Regions from separate parts of the Mus musculus genome. Here region 1 is linked to region 2. A link is a contact called in public HiChIP or PLAC-seq data. All regions are on one chromosome and are shown on one strand. Each heading gives the region's core, a stretch centred on a gene start, on an enhancer-like site or on the middle of the called end of the contact. The rest is flanking DNA. Distances are from core to core; before and after follow the strand shown. Region 1 has its middle 41 kb from the start of Gm30143. Region 2 has its middle 28 kb from the start of Ankrd60.

The links. HiChIP or PLAC-seq counts read pairs in DNA pulled down with a chosen protein or histone mark.
Region 1: a contact with region 2 is called in an HNF4G HiChIP or PLAC-seq map of pancreatic cancer cells. The contact joins two enhancer-like sites. A contact is called at or near these places in 4 of 484 Hi-C or Micro-C datasets (bone marrow-derived macrophages, cerebral cortex, embryonic stem cells and 1 more), 1 of 115 datasets of contacts at active chromatin or transcription factors (pancreatic cancer cells) and 1 of 9 other capture datasets (embryonic stem cells).

What each region holds. Positions count from the first base shown.
Region 1 is chr2:173,975,075-173,980,636 of GRCm38.p6, forward strand. No RefSeq gene overlaps it. Among named protein-coding and RNA genes, the nearest start is that of Gm30143, 41 kb to the right of the region's middle. Within about 2 kb of position 2,652, at least 58 of the 459 cell types and tissues checked have an H3K27ac peak or open chromatin away from gene starts, as enhancers often do. A contact at or near this core is called in pancreatic cancer cells, where this site is marked.
Region 2 is chr2:173,603,349-173,609,744 of GRCm38.p6, forward strand. It overlaps the pseudogene Ppp4r1l-ps. Among named protein-coding and RNA genes, the nearest start is that of Ankrd60, 28 kb to the left of the region's middle. Within about 2 kb of position 5,128, at least 40 of the 459 cell types and tissues checked have an H3K27ac peak or open chromatin away from gene starts, as enhancers often do. A contact at or near this core is called in pancreatic cancer cells, where this site is marked.

The DNA.
Region 1 (5,562 bases), core at 1,402-3,901, 370 kb after region 2:
GATGAGACCCAGCAGCCCAGCCTCAGCATCTCTTGCTCTGGAGTTGTGAGCTCATCTCCCTTGTCTTTCTCAACACTCTTCACGGGCAGAAGGAATAAGGAGAATGCTAGGTTTGGTGTTTATTGGCACTTATTATTTTGTGTTTTGAGAGTGCTGGAGGATTGAACTTAGGGCCTTATGTATACTAGGCAAGCTCTCTACCACTGAGCTATGACTCTAGCTAGCACTGTGGGCATTTATTGATAGAATTGAGAGTGATTGTCAGAAATGGAGCCCTTTCATATCACTTCCTCTTACACCTGTTTAAGAGGTATTGGCTGAAGCAAGCTTTACAGGGGCAATCTGGCCTTCTAGGTCGAGTCCTTTGTGTGTACGTGGTGGTACACACAAAGCATACTTGTTCATGTATGTACTGCTATGCATTTGTGTGCATGTGTGTGTATAATGACAGAGGTGGGTATCTTTCTCAGTTGTTTTGTTTTGTTTTGTTTTGTTTTGTTTGAGACAGGACCTCTCACTGAACTTGTGAGGCTAGGTTGGCTGGTCAGTCAGCTCTAGGCATCTACCTGTCTCCACTTCCCCAGCACTGGGGTTACAGGTATACAAACTGTACCCAGCTTTTTATGCAGGTTCTAGGGATCCAAACTCAGGTCTGAACACTTGTATAGAATTCTGCCAACTAGGCCAGCTCCCCAGCTTGTGACTAAGTTCCTCCAGCAAAAGTAGAATGGGGGTTGTAGGGGCTTGGGGCACCCCGACTTCATAATGAATCACCTTGTGGATGTTTTATCATGTAGTCTGCTCGTTAGTGTGAGCCTTGGCTGTGGTCTCTATAGATGAGGCTCCCCTCTCCAAGATCATCATGATGGGGTGCATGCTAAGGGCTGTTAAGGCTCTTTCAATCCCAACACTCTCAGAACACTTGCCTTGTGGTCAGACAAGGGAGGGGAGCAGCTTGGAGTTGGCCTTTTGTCTACTTTTGACCTTTTATGTCTAGGTGACTACTTATATACTGAATGGGCCCCAAATTCCAACCTAGATACAACCTGGATACCCTGGGGACAGTAGTTTGCTCATCAAGGTCAACCTTCTTCTCTCTCCTTCAGATGGAGACCACCCCCCAACCAGGGAAGAAAAAAAATGAAAGCCTGCCTGGGCTAAATGAGTTTTTGTAAAGACACCATTCCGTGGAGAGTGAATTCCCAGGGTGGGTCCAGCATTGCAGATGTGATAAAAACAGGAATCTCTCTGTTAGGAGTGGGTGGGTGGTGCAGAAGTTGGATCACCACAAGGCCAGCCATTCTCTACCACGGCAATGCTGGCCACAGACCTGCTCTGGCTGGTTGTTCATTAACTTCATAGAGGGCTTTTCCCTGGTATGCGAGGGCAGCCTCTGACCCAGATAAAGTCTCTACTAACAGTGTGACCTTTACAGAGTGGCAGGGCTGTGTCCCCTCTGGGTCTCTGAAATAATAAATCATCTAGGGCTGGTGAGAGAGGCCACACGAGGAGTCAGACAGAGGACAAAGGGGAGGGGGTGCTAAATCTAAATTCTAGGGGGTTAGGTTTTTTTCAATTTTATTTTTGCTTTTGCAGTGGTTTTCTTAAAACATAATTATAATCTAATGGCTCAAACGCCAACACCTGGAGTTCTACTGTCTCAATCCCTATCTGTCTCATTTAGAAGAAGCAGGATGCTAAGCAGGACTGTTGTTTCCCATCCAGGGGCAGACAGCAAGGCTGCAAGGGGCAGGGAGGAAGGGTGGAAGTGCATCCATCCTGGCTGCTGGAGCCTCATCAGATGATACCTCCCCCACCCCAGGAGAGGGCCATCCATCAAATCCCCCTGCCCTAGCCTTACCAAAAAAAAAAAAAAAAGGACTCCCAAGCCTACAGAGGTTTGGGCATGAGAGGTTCCCCCAAAAGAAGTTGAATGTGACAATTTGTTGTTGTTGTTGTTGTTGTTGTTGTTTGTTTTTATTTCGGTGCCAGGCTAAAATATAAATTCTAGGCCAAGAGTTTGAGATTATTGTGATTTTGTTGTTGTTGATGCTCTGAAGGTAGTTTTTTAGGATCAGAATCTCGGTGCATGGAGGGACTGTAAAAGACTGAGAGGTGCCCAGGGTCTCCGTTCTCAATAGCTCTTTGTAAATGTTCCTTGCTACGGGTTTAGGAGCTCTATCTTATTTTAAAAATTTAAAGCCATTTTCAGAGCCTCAAGGCAGCAGTTGGAAATTCCCTCCCTCCTACTTTTCTTTTCTCCCTCCCTTCCCCTCCCTCCCCCTTACTTCCATTTGTTACTGGGGCTAGAATGCAAGGTCTCTCACTCAGCCAAAGATCTACAGCCCGAGCCCTGTGGGCCCTGTTGCTTTTGATGTTGAGACTAGGCTAAGTTGCCTGGGCTGTTCCTAATCACACCCGTAGCCTGGACAGGCCCTGAAATTGGAATCTTCCTGAATAAAGAGAGCCCGGCACCACCAGTTTCCTACCCTGCCAGACCCTTACATCTGAAAATCCTAAATTCGTCCACATTCCTGAGTTGATAAACAGAGAAAAATTGAACTCAACAAAAGTGGAATGGGTAGAAACTCCCCTAGACTATATCCTCTCTGGCACCGGGAGAAACAACCTGGGCATTTTCTTCCAGTGTGTTAGATCATACAACCTGTCCAAGAAGAGGAAAAACAGCCTGCTGCCCTCTGGGGTGTGATTAATCCCTATTTGTTAATTTTTAACTTTTAGCTTTCTTTTTTACCACCTAAGCTTATACTTTTTTGCCTTGAAGGCCCAAAGGCCGACAGAGGGGCTCTAAGGTGTTTTGCAAACACTTAAAACGAACAAAACCTCCAGTTTCAGGGCTCACCTTCCCCACTGTGAGGTTAGGCATGAGAGCTCCGGGGATTAAAGAATAGCGACAGTGTCCTGAGGATTGCACGGCCGCTGCCTTCAGACCAAGGGCCCACAGAGTTTTAATGGCCAGATCCTTATCTAGCCAGAACTCATTTTGATGTGCATTTTACAAGCCACTGGTCAAGATATAAAAGTAGTTTAAGCCCCGAAAAAAAATTACTGAGGGCAGGCATCGAACAGTTTGTAAATCCATAGGATTTTATGCCTTAGGGAGTGCAAATCCTTCTCTTTAGATAATGTAAATTGGGCAGAAGTCATAAATAGGGAAATAAATACCATCACGATCCAGCTCCCAGCATAGGAAGCTACTGCCACTGAGGGTTGTCACTAAGCTCAGCAGCAGGGCCTGCAGAGCCAGGTGTTCTCTGGGGTCAGCCATTTTGTTCTTACTGGTTTAATAACCGTCCTCACTCCGCATCTTCACTGAGAGCTTGCGAGGAGGCCGCAGCCACCTCCATTCCCAGAAAACTCATTTTGGGGGTGCCTGCATTTGGACAACGGCTGCTTCATTTTCCGATCTCTGGCTGGGGCTGGAACGTGGGTGCTCTGTGATTGCATTACTTATTTCATACGTTTTCCTTGGAATGTCTACCTGTGGCCACTGCCCTGCTTTGGCGGCCTCTTGATTTATGGTGGCTATAAACATTCCAAAGTACACACGTCAGTTAAATAATACCATAACATTATACAGTTACAATTTTGTTATAAATGTGCCGACAGAGCAGGAAAAAAAGGCAGTTTCTATGCTTCTTCCCACCCCACATTCCTTCCTGCTTCCTTCACTGTGATGATCTTGGAAGCCACCAGCTCTGTGAAATTAGGGCAGACATCTAGGGTTCAGATATGGAGTGGTCTAACCACCTCCCAGCCCTACCCTCCTGAAATGGTCCTGTGTTCTTCAGCATTGGTGTGTCCTGATACAACACATACCTCTTTAAGGGCTAATGAGATGGCTCAGTGGGTAAAGGCTCTTGCAAAAATGCACAAACCTGGAGGTGTAAGTATGGCCTGTGGAACCAGTGGAAAGGGAGGACTGAGTTCAGGGAGTTGTTCCCTAACCCCCACGAGTATGCCATAGCACACATGAACATGCATATGGACACACACCTGTATGCATGCATGAATGCACACACATACATGCATTCACACACATACACAAAGGATACTGAAAGAGGGAAGGAAGAAAACCTGCCTGTGGACCCAGGGATTTGGAGAGATTGTTATTCAGTCAGAAAACCCATCTTAGCACTCCATAGACGACTGTCAGGAAGAGAGTCCACACAGGTCTCTTCACAGAAAACACTAGAACATACAGAAGCTATAATTGGTACTGACCAGAATAGAAAAACAAAAAACAAACAACAACAACAACAACAAAAAAAAACCCAAAAACCCACCGGTGAGTGTGCCTCAGGGGCAGCAGGGAAACCTTCCACAAAGGAGCAGTTGGACAAAATGTAGCTCACTGGGCCTTTTATTTGGAGGTTATTCTTCCTATAGGTCCAGTTCATCCTGCAGTTCCAGCTTAGCAAATAGGGACACGGACAGTCCTGAATGCTTGCCGCTTGAATCTGAACTGGGCTGCAGTGCTGCGGAACCAGTGTTGGTTAGTTGGTTGCAGGGTCTAGTCAGGCTTTGGGTCTGGTGGTCAAGAGGCCATGGTCTTTTTTCACAGGATCATGAAGGATGCTTACTAAATGCATCTCATTTGGGGTAAAGCTCCTGTGAGGGACTCACAGCCTTTTCAGACTCCCACTCACTGTCTTCCCTGTATACCACAACTCGAGAATGTTTGAATTTGATACTTGGCGATTCCAAAGCTACCTATTTCTGCCATCCCAGCGTATAGAAAAGTACAGGCAGAAGAACTAGGAGTTCCAGCCTAGGCTAAAACAACTGTGTGAGGTCAGAAAGTTATCCCTAGAAGCCAAAAAGCTCAGCTTCTTGCATGCAGATCCCAGCTTCACACCTTGTGTATTTCCCTTGAGCCATGGGCAGAAGCCAGGAAACAAGAAGGGGGCCTTTGAGGGAGGGGGAGAGTAACCCAAAGGAAGGGGGCTTGAAGGGTCACATGGAGGTCTACTGACTCACAAAAGAGCCCCAAACACTAATAATCAGAGGGTTAGTAGAACAGATAGGAGTTGAAAGAAGGGAGGCTATGGAGATTTAAGCGATATGCATGGGAGGTGGGGCGGTCCGTGGGAGTGGGTTAACCAAAACCAGAGTTGTATACAAAAGCCCTAGAGAAGCTCAGGAATTACTACGGTAACTTCAAAACCACAGCTTAGCAAAGGGAAACGGAATTCACGTGGAATCACCCCAGAGGGGTGGACAATATCATTCGCAGACAACTTGGGTTATTAAACGAAAGTCTCAGTAGAAGGGACCCCTTCCTGGGTCAGGAAGGTCACAGAAGATGGCAGAACAAGACCGGCTATGCAGTTGCCCTTTGCCATCCACTTAATTACGTGATAAAACCCTGTAGACACCACACACGTTGTCTGTAAGACATAGAGAGCTCACACTGCTGGAGAAATGGCTTAGTGGTTAACATTATTGATTTTTTTCCCCCCAGAGGACCTGGGTTGGATTCCCAGCACCTGCATGATGCCTCGCTTCCATCTCCAGATCCAGGAGGTACAGTATCTGTCA
Region 2 (6,396 bases), core at 3,878-6,377:
TTTTGATTTCTTTTTTCAGAAACTTGAGGTTTTCATCATACAGAGCTTTCACTTGCTTGGTTACAATCACACCAAGATATTTTATATTATTTGTGACTATTGTGAAGGATGTTGTTTCCCTAATTTCTTTCTCAACCCATTTATCTTTTGATTAGAGGAAAGCTACTGATTTGTTTGAGTTAATTTTATATCCAGTCACTTTACTGAAGTTGTTTAATCAGCTGTAGGAGTTCTCTGGTGGAATTTTTGGGTTCACTCATGTATACTATCATTATCATCTGCAAATAGTGATATCTTGACTTCTTCCTTTCCAGTTTGTATCCCTTTGACCTCCTGTTGTTGTCTAATTGCTCTGGCTAGAACTTTGAGTACTAGATTGAATAGGTAGGGAGAGAGTGGGCAGCCTTGCCTGGTCTCTGATTTTAGTGGGATTGCTTCAAGTTTCTCTCCACTTAGCTTGATATTGGCTATTGGTTTGCTGTACATTGTTTTTTATTATGTTTGGGTATGGGCTTTGAATTCCTGATCTTTCCAAGACTTTTAACATGAAGGGATGTTGCATTTTGTCAAATGCTTTTTCAACATCTAATGAGATGATCATGTGGTTTAAAAAAAAATCTAAATCCTAAAATTAAAATTCTAAAAAGCATTCAGTTACTCCACTACACAAAGAAAGAATTTAACAAAAGAACAAAAACTGGTAAGAAAAATGAAAAACAGATAGCAAGAGGGTAGGAATAAATCCAAAGATGTCAACAACTATATTAAGCAAACCGGATTAAGTATGCCAATTAAAAGACATAACCCATGAGTCTAGACAGAAGAGACTCAATCATAGACTCATAAAAGGAGAAACTTTTAAATGCAAAGAATTCTCCTTGATGACAAAGGTAAATAAATTAGAAGGATATAAACACTGAACCTGCTACATTAAACACAGCAGAAAAAGACAATGTTAAAGAGCAATGTTTCCGTTTTCACCATGTTAGAGCAATCCAAGAAAGCTGAGCTCTAGGAAGTAGAGCGGAGGGAAAGGTAGGAAGGAAGGCTGCACCTCTCAGGCTGAACTGAGAACCACAGCGAGAAGCAGCGAGCAGACACCACTGAACCTCACACTGGAGATGAAGTCAGCCAGCTTTCTTACATACCCAACTTACCCAATGACACAGAAGATCATACAAAAATGAAGTCCTTATCTTCTTACCAAAACCATGCCATGTCAAAGGAAACTCCAGAGCCACAGATCTGACTGGAGAAGTAACAAGAATGTAAGAGGGCGAAGGGGCCACAGACTTACACAAAACCTCTCTGAAGACTGCTTCTCGAATCCCAGTGAGGTGGGAAAGAGCAGTGGGCGCGGTGGAGAAGCAAGGCACTCGCCTGACTCTCACTACACCTAAACCAACATCACAGGGTTTGGGGCCTGAGCTTCCTGCTGTGACAGAGCCAGAGAATGTCATGTCTACCACAGTCCTGTCAAAGAAACAGAGGCTAACATGAGGCCTGAAGGAAACACTAGGCAGTGCCAAGATGGAAGACATTCTACCAAGGAACTGGCCTACACTGTGTCAAGACCTCCCAGGTTACAAGATCTAAAGATTCAGAAAGTGTTTAAGGTCAGGACACTGGAGACAGGAGGACTCAGGGCCAAGAGAGACTTCAACGCTCTTGTATTGCGTAATGTCAAATGATCTTGTCTCCAAGTCAGTCTCAAATGGCTCATATGTGTGTGTATAGACACACACACACATATGTGCACATGTACACACATGCTTTACACACATATGTATACATGCATGTGTGTGTGTGTGTGAACAGAGAAGAAAGGATGACACAAACCAAAGTGACAGGCTCCTAGAGAAGGGGGAGGGAGAACACAGCTTCCATTCTTCTAACTCTCCTGTAAGCTCAATCAAAAGCTACCTCCTGTTGGGCCTGGTGAGGTACACCTTTAATCCCATCAGTTTGAGGGGCAGAGGCAGGCAGATCTCTGTGAGGTCAAGATCAGAGTGGTCTACAAAGTGAGTTCCAGGACAGCCAGCATTCTGTTATGCAGAGAAACCCCGTCTCGAAAAAGGAAAAAAAAGAAAAAAAAAAAAGCTATCTCCAAATGTTTAGAAAGAATATCTCAAAATAAGTAAACAAGAAAAAGTAGAAGGAAGGAAGAAAGGGAGGGGGAGAGAGTGGGAGGGAGGGAGGGAGGGAGGGAAGCATTTTCTCTCCAAGCTCCATCTTTCTCAGGGACACAGCACTGCTAGAGTACAGTAAAGAATTCTGGGTGGGTAATATAGCCATCTTCTGTTGAGAATTTGTACACAGACAAGCAAAGCGGGACACACACACACAGAGAGAAATCTAATTGGGGTGAGGGAAGGGTAATCCAAGCCCAGAACACAAATAAGGAAAAGGCCTCTCTCTGCCTTCAAGCTCTGAGGACACAGACTTCTGATGTAACGCTGAGCAGAGTTGTTCAGTGACAGCCACAATAAATGAGGATGTGAGACCTCTGTATCCAGGGTAACGGGCAACTAAAGAGCTCCCTGTATCTCTTTCCACTCCTCTCGACCACCACACCCACATGACCTTATTACTACACCATATAAGACAAATCCAGAGTCATTAGAAGGCAGCACACAGTGACGAGACATGACATCCCAGCAGCCCTGGGAACCACATGTGTGGAATGGCGATCTTCACTGAGTTGCTTGGAGCCAACTATTCTTTACAGCCCATAACCACAGCATTCTTCTTAAATAAATGCACAAATAAAAATGAGCTCAAAATAGGGATGACGACAAAAAATGAGGAAGCCTTACTGTGAAAACGTGTTGAGAGAAAACCAGGCTTCTGACAATTAGTTATAATCGCAGAATGCTAATGGCCTCCCTGCAAGCAAGAGGAATTATAATTGGTCTCCAGTGGCCTGTTTATCCTGTCTAGATATAATTACAAGATACAGCTCTCGCCGTTTTTACCAATCCATTCATCCGACAACTAACATTTATTCAGCACGGGCTCTGGGCTTGGCCTGTGCTGGGTGCTGATGGCACAAGGCCACAGTGACCCCAGGTCAGAGCTTGCCACTTCAAGGGACAGGTAAATGGGACTTTATAACTCAACTGCTAAGTGAAAGGAGATGGACATGCAGCAGCCTGTGATGACAGAGAGGAGAGTGTCACTAACAGTGATCGGGTGTCGGGAAAGATGTGAACAAAGCACTGTGAGTACACAGGTGATCTACCAAGAACTGAGCCCTGGTCTCCACAGGAAGGCTGCGTGGTCTAACTGGTACTGCAGGCGAGGTAACGGTCCCCGTCATACAGGCACCTAAGCTGCTGGCATCACAATTGACTGATTACGATTCCCAACGAGAATGAAAACTGAGGAGAAGACAGATGTGTGTGTTTTCCATGTGACAAGTCCTTTCCCGCAGAGCAGCCTCCTTCTGAGTTGGCATGTGCTGATGTGTATACAGATGTCCCAATATCCAAACACAGGGCACACAGAACCCAGAGAGCCGCTTCCATCATCTGTAAGCCAAGGGCTTCCTGAGTATTTACCACAGCGTTTTGGGGTATTACCCACAGAACCAGACAACATTCTGTTTGGGGAGCTCCACAACACATACGTGGGCCTGTACTCCTCAAATAAAAGCACCTCATGCTACACACACCTCCACTTCCCAGCTGAGAAGATGGCAGCCCCCAAGCTCTTGGTGTTCAGGACCCCCCTAACTTCCAGGCTCCAGGAAAAGAACTGAACCAAAGCACAGCTGGGGCAAAGAGCACAATACCTCCTTCTCCTGTGGGGTCCATGGAAAGGTAAGCAAGCCCTCCAGACACAAGAGAGCAGAGCTAAGCGGTGCATAGTAGGGCTTCAGAGTCACAAGCCAGAAAGCAGTTTCTTCTGCAAATGCCCTCGCTGTGGGATCGGACTGTCTACTCCACGGGAGGCTTGCTTTATATTCCAAATGGCTGAGGGCTGGGACAGACATTGCTGATAAGAATGGAGTATTTGGAGACAAAATAAAGTGAATCCTGCAGCAATGCTTTCGGCTCTGGTGCCCTCGGCACTGCCAGTCTTTAGGGATAAGGTGTTTGAGTGCCAGCTGTGACCTTGGAAACCCGTTGGACAGAGTTCTAAATGAAAACGGAGATCTACTTGGCAAAGTTCACTGCTCAACTGCCAAACACCCCGACTAAATGCTATTATCCAGGTTCATTTTGCAAAGTAAATTAAATTTCTTTTAGAGAAACTTGAAATTTATAAAAGAACCCTGGAGAATTTGAATTTTAATAATCAATTATTCCTCAGACTGATTCATCTTATAAACATATGGAATATGCAAAAAATTAAATTAGTTTAAAAATCTAGACCTTTAACGCATAGTTGAAAAAACACTTTTATATAAATGAAGAATAATTGCCAAATGTTCTGACACTGCAATATAATTTTTTAGCTACATGGCGTATAATGCTTTTGCACTTTGGGGAAGGAGATAATTCCTTCCTCTCACGTCATTCCTCTCTGAACAAGAGACCAGCTCTCTGCTCACCCTGTGCTCATCACCCAGGCCTAGGATTTTAAAACCATTTATGCAAAATTATTTCCTAAAAGGCTGGACCAATCCTGCAGCTCTGAGCCATAATTCGAGGAAGGGGTCAAGCACACAAGCCTCATCTGTACAGGGCAGTGAAGGGGCAGCTGCCAAAGGAAATGAGATGGCTCATGATGGTCCCTGAACACAGAGAACAAGCAAGGCCGGGCTGGGGCACTGGGTAAGTACAGCAGAAGCCAGCACGCTCACCACCTACCAAGGAAGAAGGAGGAAGGAGGAAGCCCTGGCTGCCTATACAGTCCCTTAATAGTGGTATGCAGCCTGCTACCACTGGATGCTACATGGAAAACCAAGCTGGCAGGGCCCCTGAGCACACACCTCTGCCCCTCCAAGTGTGCTGCCACCCCACCCATCAGGGACTGCTTACTGCTCACACCCCTCCTGGTCTAACATGTTTATATAACACATTAGATATAGCAAAGGGTTTTTTTTTACTAAGTACTGTGTAACACATTACCTCATACACCATCGTGGGCCCCACGCCTCTAGACTGAGCTTTACTGTAAGACTGGGCATCCCGCCCAGCAGCAGTGTCAACAGTGTAAGTGGCTGGTGACTGGCACTCACTTGGCTGAGACTCCTCCAGCCCTGGTACTCCAAGAATGAGCATGTCTAAAGACAGGATCAAGGTTACCCATGAAACTTTCCTGAATAAACTCTGACCATCTAACTCAGAGAATGGTGCATGCCTGAAGTTCAACTCCTGTGAGAATTCAAGTCCTGAATTAGCCACCAGCTGTGCAAGCCACTCCCAAGGAAGACTTACGCTCATGGCCTCCTTCCTGCATTCATCATCACGGCTGGGAGCAGACCGCTCCAGCAGAGCAGGACATACTTAGCCTTCAATGTCACACTGGGAAATGAGACCTTGCTCCAGAAGGGCCAGTAGCGCTTCCTGGCTGGGTTTTCTGACCTGGAGGGAAAATGGTGGAAGGTGAAACAGGAGATGGGGTAGATGCCTTCTCAGGATGGAGGCAGGCCTCCCACCGCACTCTCCATATTCCTCTGGGTCTGCCCTTTAACCACCCCCCCCTCTTGCCTGAGGGAGCCCCAGCCTCTTGGTGCAACCATTCCTCCCGTATGTACATTTTTGTGTATTTTTCATAATTGTCATGTGACTTGCAGAGGGTGACAATGGAGGGTTGTACCATGTCTGAGGTGCCCGCTGTCCTCAGCGCACCATCAGCACAGGCAGCGGGTGACAGGACATTTATTCTCTTGGGGCTTGGTGAATGGACACACGTCTGGCCCACTGGGCCAGGTGTCAGAGTGAGAGACAGCTTCTGCTGCTGTACAAGCCTGGGCCTCACCACAGCGGCGCGTACTGCAGACACGCGATGCTTCGCACCCAAGGCCACTATGGATCAGCATCAGGTGCAAAGGCACCAGTGGCAGCTAGAGACGAAAGCACCTAAAATTCCCATTTTTATAGAGAACAGTTCACTGTCAGGAGAGGAAGGCAAGAAAATTGTAACGGGTCCCAGAAGTGAACAGACCTTGTCACGGATGGTCACTCCATAGCAGGGCACAAGAGGGCAAGGCCCAAGGCTGTGGCCACAAAGGCTACTCGACACTAGGACTGCCTGGTCTGCCAACAGCCAAGCCAGAGGAGACAGGAAAGCCATCGGGAAGGGTAGCAAGCAGGGCCAGTCTGCAGGACTCTGACCTCTCCTGTCCCCTTGTATTCTGCACCCCCAGCCTGCCCCAGTGGCAGCCCCTGGAGGTCGCTGCTTCTCAACTATGTTCTCCCTGGGGCCATGTGGCAGATCCGGGAACAC